Regions from separate parts of the Zea mays genome. Here region 1 is linked to region 2. A link is a contact called in public Hi-C data. All regions are on one chromosome and are shown on one strand. The core of a region is the stretch at or near the end of the contact, and the rest is flanking DNA. Distances in the headings are between cores, read along the strand shown. Region 1 holds the start of LOC100277352 (putative calcium-dependent protein kinase family protein). Region 2 holds the start of LOC103637596 (P-loop containing nucleoside triphosphate hydrolase superfamily protein).

What was found. A called contact is a pair of places that touch in the nucleus more often than the background predicts.
Region 1: a contact with region 2 is called in a Hi-C map of ear, with 2.9 times the contacts expected there. The contact joins the promoter of LOC100277352 here to the promoter of LOC103637596 in region 2. A contact is called at or near these places in 4 of 25 Hi-C or Micro-C datasets (bundle sheath, ear, leaf and 1 more).

Annotation. Positions count from the first base shown.
Region 1 is chr1:85,174,269-85,180,803 of Zm-B73-REFERENCE-NAM-5.0, forward strand. It overlaps LOC100277352 (putative calcium-dependent protein kinase family protein), which reads left to right and starts at 5,076. Exons shown (of 8, transcript NM_001150943.1): 1 at 5,076-5,181; 2 at 5,789-6,495. The coding sequence starts at 5,802.
Region 2 is chr1:84,736,595-84,743,345 of Zm-B73-REFERENCE-NAM-5.0, forward strand. It overlaps LOC103637596 (P-loop containing nucleoside triphosphate hydrolase superfamily protein), which reads right to left and starts at 2,081. Exons shown (of 7, transcript XM_008659756.3): 1 at 1,705-2,081; 2 at 1-350. The coding sequence starts at 1,935.

The DNA of each region.
Region 1 (6,535 bases), core at 3,826-6,325, 440 kb after region 2:
GAGGGACGTGATCTCGCCCGAGCCCAGCCTTGGACAGGAACCGTAGTCCCAGATGAATTCACGCCTCGCCCGAGGGCCTCCTGAGGCAGTGGGCGCACCCTCGGCTTGCCCAAAGCCCAGCTCGGGCAGGCTTCGTTGTGAAGCAACCTTGACCAAATCGCCTCACCAACCGACCGTATCGCATGCACATTTAATGCGGGGATCGCCTGACACCTTATCCTGACACGCGCGCCTCAGTTGGCAAGGTCGAAGTGACCGCAGTCACTTCGCCCTTTCACTGACCGATCTGACAGGAAAACAGCGCCGCTCACCCCGCTCCGACTGCTGTGCCAACCACCGGGGTAAGACTGACAACAACCGAGTTCAGCCTCGGGCGCAACAGGGAGCTCCGCCTCGCCCGACCCCCGGCCTCGGTCTCAGCCCTGGCCTCGGGAGGAGTCACGTCCTCGACCGACCCCGGCCTCGGCCTCGGGAAGAGCCTCCGCCTCGCCCGACCTTGGGCTCGGACCGACTGTGCCGCAGGGGATACATCATTACCCTACTCCTAGCTAGCTCAGGCTACGAAGGAACAAGACCGACGTCCTATCTAGCTTACCCCGGTAATAGGTAATGATGGTTTCCCGCGTGCGTCCATGACGTCGGTGGTTCTCAGCCCCCTACGGAAGCAAGGAAACGTCAGCAGGATCCATGCCACGCCGACAGCTGTGCTTCTACAAGGCTCAAGCGCCTCTCCGACGGCCACGTTACCATGTAGACAAGGCTCAGGCACCTCTCCGCTAGCCACATAGCACATAGCTACACCCCATTGTACATCTGGACACTCTCCTTACATCTATAAAAAGGGAGGTCTAGGGCCTTCCGCGGGCGCGAGGCGGGAGAAGACGACTGCCGCGAGACTCTCTCTCTCTCTCTCTCGCGCGACGCTTGTAACCCCTACTATGAGCACCCCCGGTGCGAGATAATACAAGCCGCATTCCCCCTTGTGTTCCATCTTGCGCCAACCCATCTGGGCAGGGGCACGCAGCGATAAATTCACTGGTCGGCTCGGTTGAGGGACCCCGGGTCCGAAACGCCGACAAAATTAGAATAGAGGAAGTAGTAGTAATATGCTGTAAGTTTTAATAGGTGTTTGTTTGAGAAATCACTCCATCTTAAATAATGTAATAGTAACATTATTATGCTCCTTTAAATAATGTACAATTTATCATATGCAGATGTAATGTAAACTACAAAGACATTGAGAGTATCTTCGTCAAAGCATAAACTAACATCAAACAACACTACATTAAAATAGAAGTGGGCTGGACCGACTGCTCACACAAGGAAATGACTACAGGTGCCTCGTCAAACCTTTACTAGACTAGGCATGCGCAATATAGATAGAAACAAATATGTATATGTAATATTATCTAGTTGGATCATTGTGTAACCCATTAGGAAACCAATCTACAATTGACTGGAGAAGCCAGTTGTAATCCTACCTTCCCAACTATATAGGTGTAAAGAATTTTTAGATAGCTAGAGAGAACAAATAAATTTCTAGTAAAGCACAACATTATAAGCTCACATTTAGAAAAAAAGGTCTTGATCAGCGCTACCTCTAGCTATATTTAGAAAACATAGGATGTCACAATCTACATAAATCCAATAATCGAGATACTAGGGAAGCTACGTCAACATAAATGATAAAAAACTAAGGCCTTGTTCGGTTAATCCCGTTACCTATAGATTGGACGGGATTGGAAAAAATTGTGAAGAAATTTGACTTGCTTGGGATTTAAACCCACCCAATCCCACGCAATCCATATGGATTGAGAGCTAACCGAACAAGCCCTAACTTGGTTTGCTTCATAAGGTGACAATCCTAATGTCTCTATACTATGAATTATAAAAGCACAAAGTGAGACACAAGTTTAGGGTGATTAATACCGAACAAGAAGACAGTCGCTTGTAGGCCACCTATGTCAATATTGCGATAACCCTCACGATCCCCACATCTCTACCAAGACTTAACCACACAAGGGGTCTGTTTGGATCTATTTTTTCTGAAGAGATTTTCTGAGAAGTTGGTTGTGGATAGAATCTGGCTGTGGAGAGAATCTGCTAGTTAGAATATAGGTGTTTGGCTAGCCGGATTATTATATGTCAGATTCTACAGTAAATACAACAAAACATCAAAATGTCGTACTAGTCAAAACACATTTGGACAAAAGCCGACGCTTCAAATGAACAGAATTGTAGAGTCGAGGCCAATGAACGAGAATCTCACCCGCTTCTCTCGGATGTCGTGTCTGGCCCGCTTCAGAGGGCGTGTGTAATGGGAGATTCTAGACTAAGCGCTTTCTAGAGAAGCTGCCTGAGAAGCTAGGTGTTTGGTTCCAAGAAGCAGCTTCTGGTGGCAAGAAGCACCCCAGAAACTGAACCAAACGGGCCAAGGTCACCTCCTCCACTTAAGGGATTGGTTTCTAAGTTGGCTCTATCATAATACGCTTATCCAAATCTCAATTCAACTAGGGTTCGTTTAGATGTAGATATTGGAGATGTTAGAATTCAATTGGATCCAATACCAAATCTGTCTAGTATTGGAAATGAGTTTCAATACAAATTTGTTGTTTGGATGTATCTAGGATTGCAATTCCATCCAATACCAAGAGTCTTGGCTTTGAATTGGGAGAGACACTTTTTTGTTAAAGTCCAATTCTAAGAAACTGAGATTTAATTCCAGCTTTGAATTTATCAGACAACCAAACAACAGAATTCAGAAATCTTGATTTCAATTCCCAATTCCAGTATTGAATATCTACATCCAAACGAGGTAGTAGAGTATTTTTTCACCTCTATAATGGGGAATGAACTCAATAGCCCGACACAACCAACTCTAGAGCACTTTGTAATCTTCAATTAAATGGTTCAATTGAGACAAACTGCTCCAAACCATATAGTCGACGACAACCATCAAAAGTAACAAAAAAAATAAAACCAAAGCAATATCCAGTGCCATTAGATACTAATTTTCAAAGCAAATCACTAAGATAAGAATCTAATAGATATTTTCTTATAAAATTGTATGTTCATTGTTACCTTTTTGTTACGTTCTTCACACATGTATGATTTACCGTAAGTGTGTTATGTGTATCAAACTCCACAAAGAAAAAAAGGACATTGGTATAACACAACACACAACTATGAACCTATGCATAATTGTTGTTTACATTTGTTCAATGCACTCTCAAGAAAAAATACCTTCATCGACATTCCTTTGAACAAAACAACTAAGAAAAAAGCACATAAACAGTTGGTCTTTTGAGGAAAGAGTTTTTTGCCTACACACATATTAAAAATTGCTAACAATTGGGACTATCATCATATCTTATCACAGATCAATTTAAACCTAATGGATGTTTACGTACCAAAGCTCTAAGTTTTATCTATTGTCTTGAAAGTTGAAAACTCGTCTCATTTATGTGTGTGGTTTCTCATAACGTAGCGCATCTCACACTCCACACAAAAGTTGTATGCATCATAACAATACAACTAAGGGCATGTCTTGAAGCACCCGTTTTTTAAGAATCTGGTTTATGAAAACTGAAGTGGTTTCAAACATAACAGTTTATATTCCAGTTTATAGAAACTGGATTCCCAGTTTCTTAAAACCAAGAAGTTAGACTCCCCTAGCTAAGCGAAAGGGCTTCTAGCCTAATGGCTAAGAGCTTCAGAGTACGGAGTGATTTTTCAGGCTTGGTTAAAAAATCCCCTCGTTGTGCCCTATTCGCTCTAGGGTCACGATGTCTCGTGCCCTCGGGTTGAGCCATTGCAGAGTAGACGGTTGACGCCAGTCCGTTAGTGATGGGAGGTTAGGATTCAACGATTTTCTCGGTCGGGACCATTGTTTCGGTCTCTTTTTAATATAATACCGGGAGGGCAGTCTTTCCCTCTCCAGCTGAGTTTTTTAGACTCCCCTAGCTAAAACCACTTTATGAAAATTGAGGTGGTTCCAACTTGCAAACACCATAAACCAGATTTTTATAAATCAGTTTCCAAAAACTAGAGATAAAAACTGGATTCTTAAAACTAGGTTGTTTCCACATAGGGCATAAGAATCTAGCTAATCATAGTTGTTGTTTTTGTTTATGATGGCTTAGAGCATCTCCAGTAATTGTCCAAAAAACCCACTAAATTTAATTTAGGGTGTTAATAAACAAAAATCATGCTATAACAGTTCCTTAAATAAGGTCCATAAATATACAAGCTTTTTAAATATTCCTATTAGTCTCTAAACTTGGGTAGTTGTTTCGCACTCCCAATAGCATGTTTTTGTCAACAATCACACCGTGAAATCACTTATAAATCAAAGTTTCGGAAGCATTTTTTTAGAAAACTAATGGGGATGCTCTTAGATTACCCTCTGGCTAGGGATAAAAGAACCCTGTCAGCATTGCTCTGAACAAAACAATCAACCCGAAACATCTAAAATAGTTGTAGTCTTTTTGAGCAAAGAGAATTTTGGTTACACTTATTTTGTCAAAAAAGTGCTAACAGCTCGACCACCATCATATATTGACACGAAACTGTTTGAATCTAATGGATATTCGCATGTGGTTCATGAAGATTCACAACAACCTATAATTATTGTGGTTCTTGAATATCACTTTTAAAACAAAGAAAACTCTCATGAGCACTGATTTGTATTGATAGAACATATGTTAAATGCTGAGTCTGTTCGGCTCCAACTGTATTTCGCGAGAGGAGAATAAACCCTAGGTCTCTCACAGAGTACCCTAGGTATACTATAGATGCAAAAACTTTTCTCTCGCTGGGCACTGTAGCTGCATCTGGAGTTTTTTTTACCATCCAAGGCCGTTGATTTCGAGCCTTTTGTCCTTTATGGAAAATCGCAGACGTCTACCAAGCCTCCAGCGGCCAGCGCGGCGAAACCTGTCATCCACGCCGCACGCTGCCGTGGCACTCAACCGGCCCGTCCTACCCCCACGGGCCCCACCCAGTCCACCACCCAGTATAAAACACCCTCCTCCTCCTCCGGCTGCTGCGCAGTGTGCTCCATCTCCATTTTTCTCCTCCTCTCGTTTTTGCGTTTAGGCCCCTGGGGAAGCAGGGATTCTGGCGACGGTCCCTCCCCCCGGCTCTCCCGCCTCGCGGCTCCGATCGAGGCCGCAGCGTCAGGTAAGATCCTTCACGGCCGCTTCCGGTCCTCATGGACCCGCATTCCACCTCGTGCGCGCGCTGTCGGCTCTGGATTTCGTCTACTTCGGCGAGGACTCGGAGTTAGAAACTAGAAGCCGTGTCCGGGGAGTCGCCGAGGTCTCTAGTAGGAGGCATTCCATGGCAGGATTTGGTGAGAATCTTTGTTCGCGGGGCGAATTTCGGTGCCAGTAACTCTTGGACCGGGGATTCTGGTGCCAAGGACACTGTAGTAGAAGATCCTAAATTTGGGTGGCGGTTTAAGCTATAGAATACGGTGGAACTGATACAGAGGTTTTGGAATTGTCGCTTCAAATATCTTAGAGGAGCCAGGAATAGTTGGCAACAGTACTAGTTTTTGTTTGTTTATAATTTACAAGTCTTCTGTTGTTCGCTCCTTTTTATGATAAATTTTTGGCTTAAATTTACGGTGCAGTATTTATTACTTGTACTGTAATTAGGAGTTCTGATCAGGTACATATGTTGGGGTGAGAAAAAAGCAGGCAGCAGTAGGTTTTCTTGTTTTGACGCAGAACTTCTTTATCGATGTCGCTGTTTTTATTTAAAGTTGTATTTTTGCGTCTTGCAGTGCAGTTGCATTAATGGGAAACCAATGCCAAAATGGAACCTACGGGTACGGGAGCAATTACAACAGCTACAACCACTTTCAGAAGGAGCCTCTGGCTTCTAGGCACTGTGATGGGGACGATACTGAGGGTTGCTACACAGGGCCATCTAGACCGAGCATAGCAGACCTTATGCGACAAGGACTGAGGCAGACTTTAACGTCCATCTCTGTTCTTGGTCGAGAGACTCCTAATGTCACAGAGCATTATACCCTTGGCCGGCAGCTTGGAGAGGGTCTCACTGGGACCACCTACCTCTGCACCGAGACCAGCACTGGGTGTCAGTTCGCATGCAAGTCCATCCTGAAGACAAGGTTCCGGAACATGCAAGATGTTGAAGACGTGCGCCGTGAGGTCCAGATAATGCGCTACCTTTCAGGGCAAAAGGATGTAGTCGCCATCAAGGACGCGTACGAGGACGAGGAGGCCGTGCACATTGTCATGGAGCTCTGCGAAGGCGGCGAGCTGTATGACCGGATTAAGAAGGGGAACTACAGCGAGCAGAAGGCTGCACATCTTATAAGGACTATTGTTGGCGTCATAGAGAACTTCCATTCACTTGGTGTCATGCACCGGGATCTTAAGCCAGAAAACTTCCTCTTACAGGATAAAGACGATGATTTGTCGATAAAAGTAATCGACTTTGGTCTCTCCGTGTTCTTCAAACCAGGTAGTATATCAATTTAGAACAAGCCATCAGGCTGTTTGAA
Region 2 (6,751 bases), core at 831-3,330:
TTGTTACCATTAACCTTACTGACCCATACGATGACACAGGATTTGGACTGTTTCAGGATATCAGATTGATTTGCCGGTTTCGTTTCTGAAATCAGTAGAACATCAGCCGATTTTGGCTTATAATTATCAATCCCACAGCCATGAGACGTTCCCCTCCATCTGCCAAGACTGATCTCGTATGACCCCTTCCCTTTCCTCATTGAATTAACAGAGAGCAGGTCTGCATATGGAGCGTTGGAGATGTCCTCCATGCTTGAACACATGTCACCTCTAACCTCTTCTAAAAGTGGCCCAAAATACGATGTCATGTACTGCTCTATGCTGCTAAATGTCTCTGGTATCTTCGACACCTGTAAGAACAATCTACTTCCATGAATCATAGATGTTTAGCAGTTTGTGATAAATCAGTCCATAAAACATTTATTTTTATGTTTAAATCGGTTTGAATATATTCAGTATAATCAGTCCATAAATCTGCTAAAGTATAATCTGTAGTGTACCCCTTTGAGAACAGGATCCGTTGCCATAAGAATAAGTGTAATGCAATGATGCCTCCAAATGTCATAGGCGGATGTACGTGAATGAAATATAAAATTCAGACAGCAGCAGGATAGTTATATCCTAGCTAGTGGCACAGTCTAAACCAGTGTTTTAAGACCGTCCGATTAATTGACGTTTGACAATTAGTCGACTGATCGTAAATATGCATTTGATTAGAGGTAACGACACGATTAGCACGATCAGGAATCTGATCGTCCAACTAACCATCAATTAGTCATGATTAAACGAACAATTAGATCGCGGACGATTAGTTTGCTGCTTGGGGATTTTGGCAATCTGCATTGTGAACGTTTAATCGTTAGGGATATTGTCTACTTTTAGTTGTGTACTTGTGTTAGACTGTACCAGCCGAGTTTTTTTTACTTGTGTTTGACTGCTTGTTACCTTAATGTTAGCACTTAGCAGTTTAGCATGGTCCTACATTTTGTTGAATCTAAATTTCATGCTTTTAGATCTACATTTAATTTGGTGTTGCTGTTGCTTGCTGTTTAGGTTTGTTGTGTCCTACGCAGATTAAATTTTGATTTTTATTTTTTTGGTACAAAAATTCAATGCTGGGCTGCTGACTACGCTAGGGGTGTGTGGCACTGTGGCTATTAGCTAGGGCCATTGTGGTCTGGGTTCATACAATATACTACCAATCCAATGAGATTTCGCTACACATTTTCAATTCAAGACTCATGTTTGAAATGCAATTTAGCATAAACGATTAATCGTTCTGATCGTCCTATTAATCGTTCTGATCGGCTGATCGCCCCTCTGGGGCTCAGAAGCAATCAACCGATTAGAAAACATTGGTCTAAACTCTAAACCAAAGCAGTAGACCTAGACGATATCGCGGGGACCTAGGTGCAATTCAAACGACAAACAAAGCGCAATCAGTAAATCATCCGCTGCTGAAGTTACAAGGGAAAACGAATTGTACAAAAAAATCACTACCCAACACCAAATGCGGGCCCCAAATAACTCCACCTAATGAACCTAAAACAGCCCAGGGGAAGGGAGGAATGCCCATTAACGCGCAAAACCCCACGCACTTCCTCAGATCCACACGGATCGTCCGCTAAGCACGCCAGGTGCCTAGTAGAGAGATGTGGAGAGGGAAGCGCGGGCGGGCGGCGGGCAACGTAAGCAGCTTCTCACCTTGTCGCGGAGCAGGTCCTTGTCGAGGATTTGGTCCACGGACCACGAGAGCACTATCTCGGAGAGGCTCTGGCTTCTCCACCGCCACAGCGCGTCCACCGGGCCGTCCTTCCCCGGCGTCCGCGCCGCCTGGCGCCGCTCCTCCTCCTCATCGCCGGCCCCGTTGACAGCGGAGCTCGACGGGTAGCCGCGATCCTCGTCGCCGTCGCTGGCGTCATGGGGACGGCGCATTTTGCCTCGGCTCGGAAGTGCACGAGGGGGGTCAAGAGGCCAGACGAAGGCGACGAGGCGCTGTTTCGCGATTAGCAGGGGATTTGGGGAACCCTTTTTCCTTAAGACAGGGGCTCTCAAATCCTAGGTCTATTTGTAGTCGGTAGGCGATAGGATAGGGCAAGGTATCCACCTGCATATTTTAAATCTAGAACATATATGTATATATATCTATCTCATCTCCCGCCACTGGTAGAAGAAGTTTTTCGTAAAATTGATGGTTATATGAATATGAATATCATACCTTTAAGACTTTGTTTAGGTTTAGGGTTTCGTAAAATTGACATAAAATAGATGTCCTAATTTAAAATATGTATATAAATATTATAACTTTAAAACTTTGTTTGGATACTCTGTTATTTACTTTAATTTACACGTATCAAGATAGATTAAAATGTAACTTTAACAAATTCACACCTCAACCCACCAGACATCGACACGAGTTTCTGTTGTTGATATCCATTCGTTGCAGCTCGCTCGAATATTCATGACAAGTTTGGTTAGTGTCAGGTCAGAGTTTGCAACGACAAAATATGCCTGTTACATAAAGTATGACGGATAAAATCAAAGCCACACGTAAAAAATAAATTAACATGTAAAATAGGATGCTAAAAGATATGGCATATCAGAGAACCAAATAGCTACCAATAATTGTACTACTAACCTAAACCTTCGGTATTTATCGAACTAATCGGTTCGGTTCTTTGGTCCCTACAAATTCAGTTCCTTGAAGAATAGGTATTCATTGGTTTCTTTAAAAATCAAAACCGAGCAACTTTGGTTTTGATATTTACCGAAAAAATATTGAACAAATAAAAAACATACAATAGCAAGTTTAAAAGCCAAATTTGACATATTTTTTATATGTTTTCATAGAGAATAATAATAGTGAATACGTGTGTGTGTGTGTATATATATATATATATATATATATATATATATATATATATATATATATATATATATTGTATATTAGGAGCCCTGTGCTTCCAATAACTAAAGGAAGCTCAGGCCAGACAGTGCAATCCGGTCGAGCCGGACCAGGTTCAGACGTCTATAAAAAAATCTATAGTGCTAGGGATCAGTTTTTCACGCCCCATCTCGATTCATTAGCGACGGCGGTTGCCCGACAGCGCGCGCGGCGGTGGACCCCGGCCAGTGGCTGCGGTGGCCGCGGCTCCCCGACCTCGACATGCGGTGGCGGCGGTTCCCAGGCCGGCGGTGGCGGCCCCCGATCCAGAGGGCGAGCGGCGGCAGCGCCCTTATGCGGTGGCGGCGGTTCCCAGGCTGGTGGCCGCAACTCCATTACCTCGACGCGCGGTGGCGGAGGTTCCTCGATCCGCAGCGGGGCCATTGTGTGGGCAAGAGGCGGCGTCCCTGAAGCCCCGAGGAGGCGGCACTTCCAAGGCCGGTGAGCAAGCGACGCCTGTCGACGTGCGAGTAGCGACGGCGACGAATGAGGCGCGATGTTCGAGCGAGCGACGTCACAGAAGGCGCAAGATGCACGCAGCGATGATCACGCGTGACATCCTCCGATCCGGCGCAGTTTTCATTTCGATTATTGTGTTTTATGCCTACCACATGTACTATTTACGCTAAAAACTGTACAATTTTATGCTTGAACACGGAGTTCGTATATCAGTTTACTGCATGCACATTAGAAAGGCAATTCCTTAATTTATGTTGTTCGTAATTTGCGCGCATGCAATGGAAACTCCCACGATTTTGCCATAATTTTTGGATCTGTATAAAAATAGAAACCGCATGCATGCGACTGCCATGTTTTTTCGGATCTGTCAGAAAAATAGGATCGTAATAACAACCTACTAGAGCTATCAACCTCTCATTGACTCGGTATTTACGCTTATAATTGAGGAATTTTATGCTCAAAACTTAAGGTTTTTACGCTTCAGCCGGATATGCGTCCACCAGTGAACAACATGCCAGATTTTTTACGCAGTGTAAGGAATTGCATAAATACCTACACTGTGTAGTATAATTTGTTTCAATATACATCATTAACTAGTTCTAATTGCATAAATACCTATATTTATGAAGGAAATAAAACATTAAATGCGATTTTTTGTTTTTATGCATGCAATTCATTTCCTTTTATTGCATATTTTTCCATCATAAATTCGTGTGCATACAGCTGGTAACAGATTTTTACGCAGTATATCCAATTGCATAATTATCTACACAATGTAGCATATTTAGTATCACTATATATCATAAAATAATAATTACGAGTCTAGCTGCATTGCTGTTGCAGCGATCCTAAATTTATGGAGGAAATAAAGCATTTAAAATAGAAACCGTCACACATATATTTCCTAAATTTACGCGCATGCAAGGAAACATGTTTGACTCATGCATGCATTTTGCCATAATTTTTGGATCTGTATAACCGCATGCATGCGGCTGCCATGTTTTTCGGATCTGCCATAAAAATAGGATCATAATAACAACCTACTAGAGCTATCAACCTCTCACATTGGCTCGATATATACGCTTATAATTGAGAGATTTTATTCTCAAAACTTAAGGTTATTACGCTCCAACCCGAAGATACGTCCACCAGTGAACAACATACCAGATTTTTTACGCAGTGTAACGAATTGCATAAATATCTACACCATGTAGTATAATTTGTATCAGTATATAGCATAAACTAGATTTAATGTGTTTAGCTGCATAGCTGTTGCAGGGATCTTATATTTATGAAGAAAATAAAACATTAAATATGATTTTTTGTTTTTATGCGTGTAATTCATTTTCTTTCATTGCACATTATTTTCATCATAAATTCGTGTGCATGGAGCTGGTAACAGATTTTTACGCAGTATATCGAATTGCATAATTATTTACACAGTGTAGCAAATTTAGTCTCAGTATATATCATAAAATGGTCCTTACGCATCTAGCTGCATGCCTGTTGCAGCGATCCTAAATTTATGGAGAAAATAAAGGATTTAAAAATAGAAACCGCCGCACATATCTTTCCTAAATTTATGCGCATGCATTGGATCGTGTTTGACTCATGCATGCATTCCTTTTTTTTGTGCTAACAGACGTGGGGCAGGTGGCGCACCCAGCAGCCTGGTTGGGCACGCTGGGTTGAACCAGTTTGCAGGGGTGGTCGGCCTGGGCTTCCTTTAACTATTGGAAGCCCAGGGCTCCCGTTATACCTGCCCTATATATATATATATATATATATATATATATATATATATATATATATATATATATATATATATATATATATATATATATATATATATATATATATATATATATATAAGTCGTCCACAAGATCAAGAGTAGAGTACCTAGAATACATAATATAACAGTTTCCAATAGTACAACCAATAACATAATAGCACTTACACTAAACAAGTTGCACATAGTTCAGAAAATTTGATTTACGGAGATAAAGCACCAAATTTACTATGTGAAAGAGGGGTGAATAGACGAAACCTGAAATTTATAAACTAATAACAAAATCAATTTAGATGTTAGAGCAAGATGTAAGTCAATCAGAGTAAGGGAGAAGCTCTACTTGCGAAGTTGCTCCCTTAGAATGTAAGGGATTAAACTTAGAGCAACAAGAAAATAAATATGTGAAGATCAAGTGCAAGAGAACTTAGGGACAAAAGGAGTAAGAAAAATTGCAACCATAAGAACACAAGAGAGGCACGACAATTTATTTACCGGAATTCGGTTTTATAAAGAAACCTACATCTCGGTTGAGGAGTCCACTAAGGACTAGTTTTCTCTCAACTCTTTCCTCACTAAAGTGATCACCAAGATCAAATTTGAGTTTCCCTTTTTCTTTTCTCAATCAAGAGACCGAAGTTTCCGCGAGCCTCTTCACATGTTTGAAGTCTCTTGTTATCTTTACAATGGATGGGTGCCCTTGCACCAAGACTCAAGAACACAACATAGGCTCTTTTCTTATGCACTATCTCTAGGCTCTATCTCAATTCACACACAAAAGTGCTCTATGCTCAATTCACTCTTTTGTGGCACTTAGGAGGCTTGATCTCTTTAGGAGTGTTGCTCTAGTGTATTGGAGTTATCACTCAACTCTTGTGTATTGAATGAGCTGGTTGTGGTGTATTTATAGCCCCCCAACCACTCATATAGCCATTGAAACCAACTCCCAAAAATTGTTCTGAATTCGGGTGCACGGGACCTATCACTATAGTAGGTCCGGTGCACATCGAACCCCTATTAGACTATCGTTTCAGTGACCGTTCTAAAAAGGATGTCAGGTGGCACCGGATGGTCTGGTGCACCACTGGACTATAACACGTTAGTGCCACGTCATCTTGACTGTTGGGCAATCTAATCCAACTGTTGCGTCATGAAGGTCCGGTGTTCACCGGACCTCGGTCTAGTGTGCTAGCGGCCCTTCCTTTAAGAAACAACCTCTTTGTGTAACTGGTCTGGTGACCTGTCCATTGCACATCGGGCTGGTTTGGTGCGTTAAGCCTTCTAAGCCTGAAAACATCTTCTCTGTGTAGTCGGTCTGGTGCACACCGGACTAGTCCGTTGCCACAAAGAACAACAAACTTAGGTTATTTTGGGGCTTTTCTTCCTTGTCTTTATTTGGCTACCTTCTTGAGCACTTCTATGACTTAGAAAAACATATCTAGAGTCCACCCAACTAGTCTAAGCCATAGATCCTTATGCTTTTAATCATCTTCACTCATTTTCTCATACAAGCTCAAACTTAATTCTAGAAGACCAATTTCAATGTCTAATCTTTCCTACC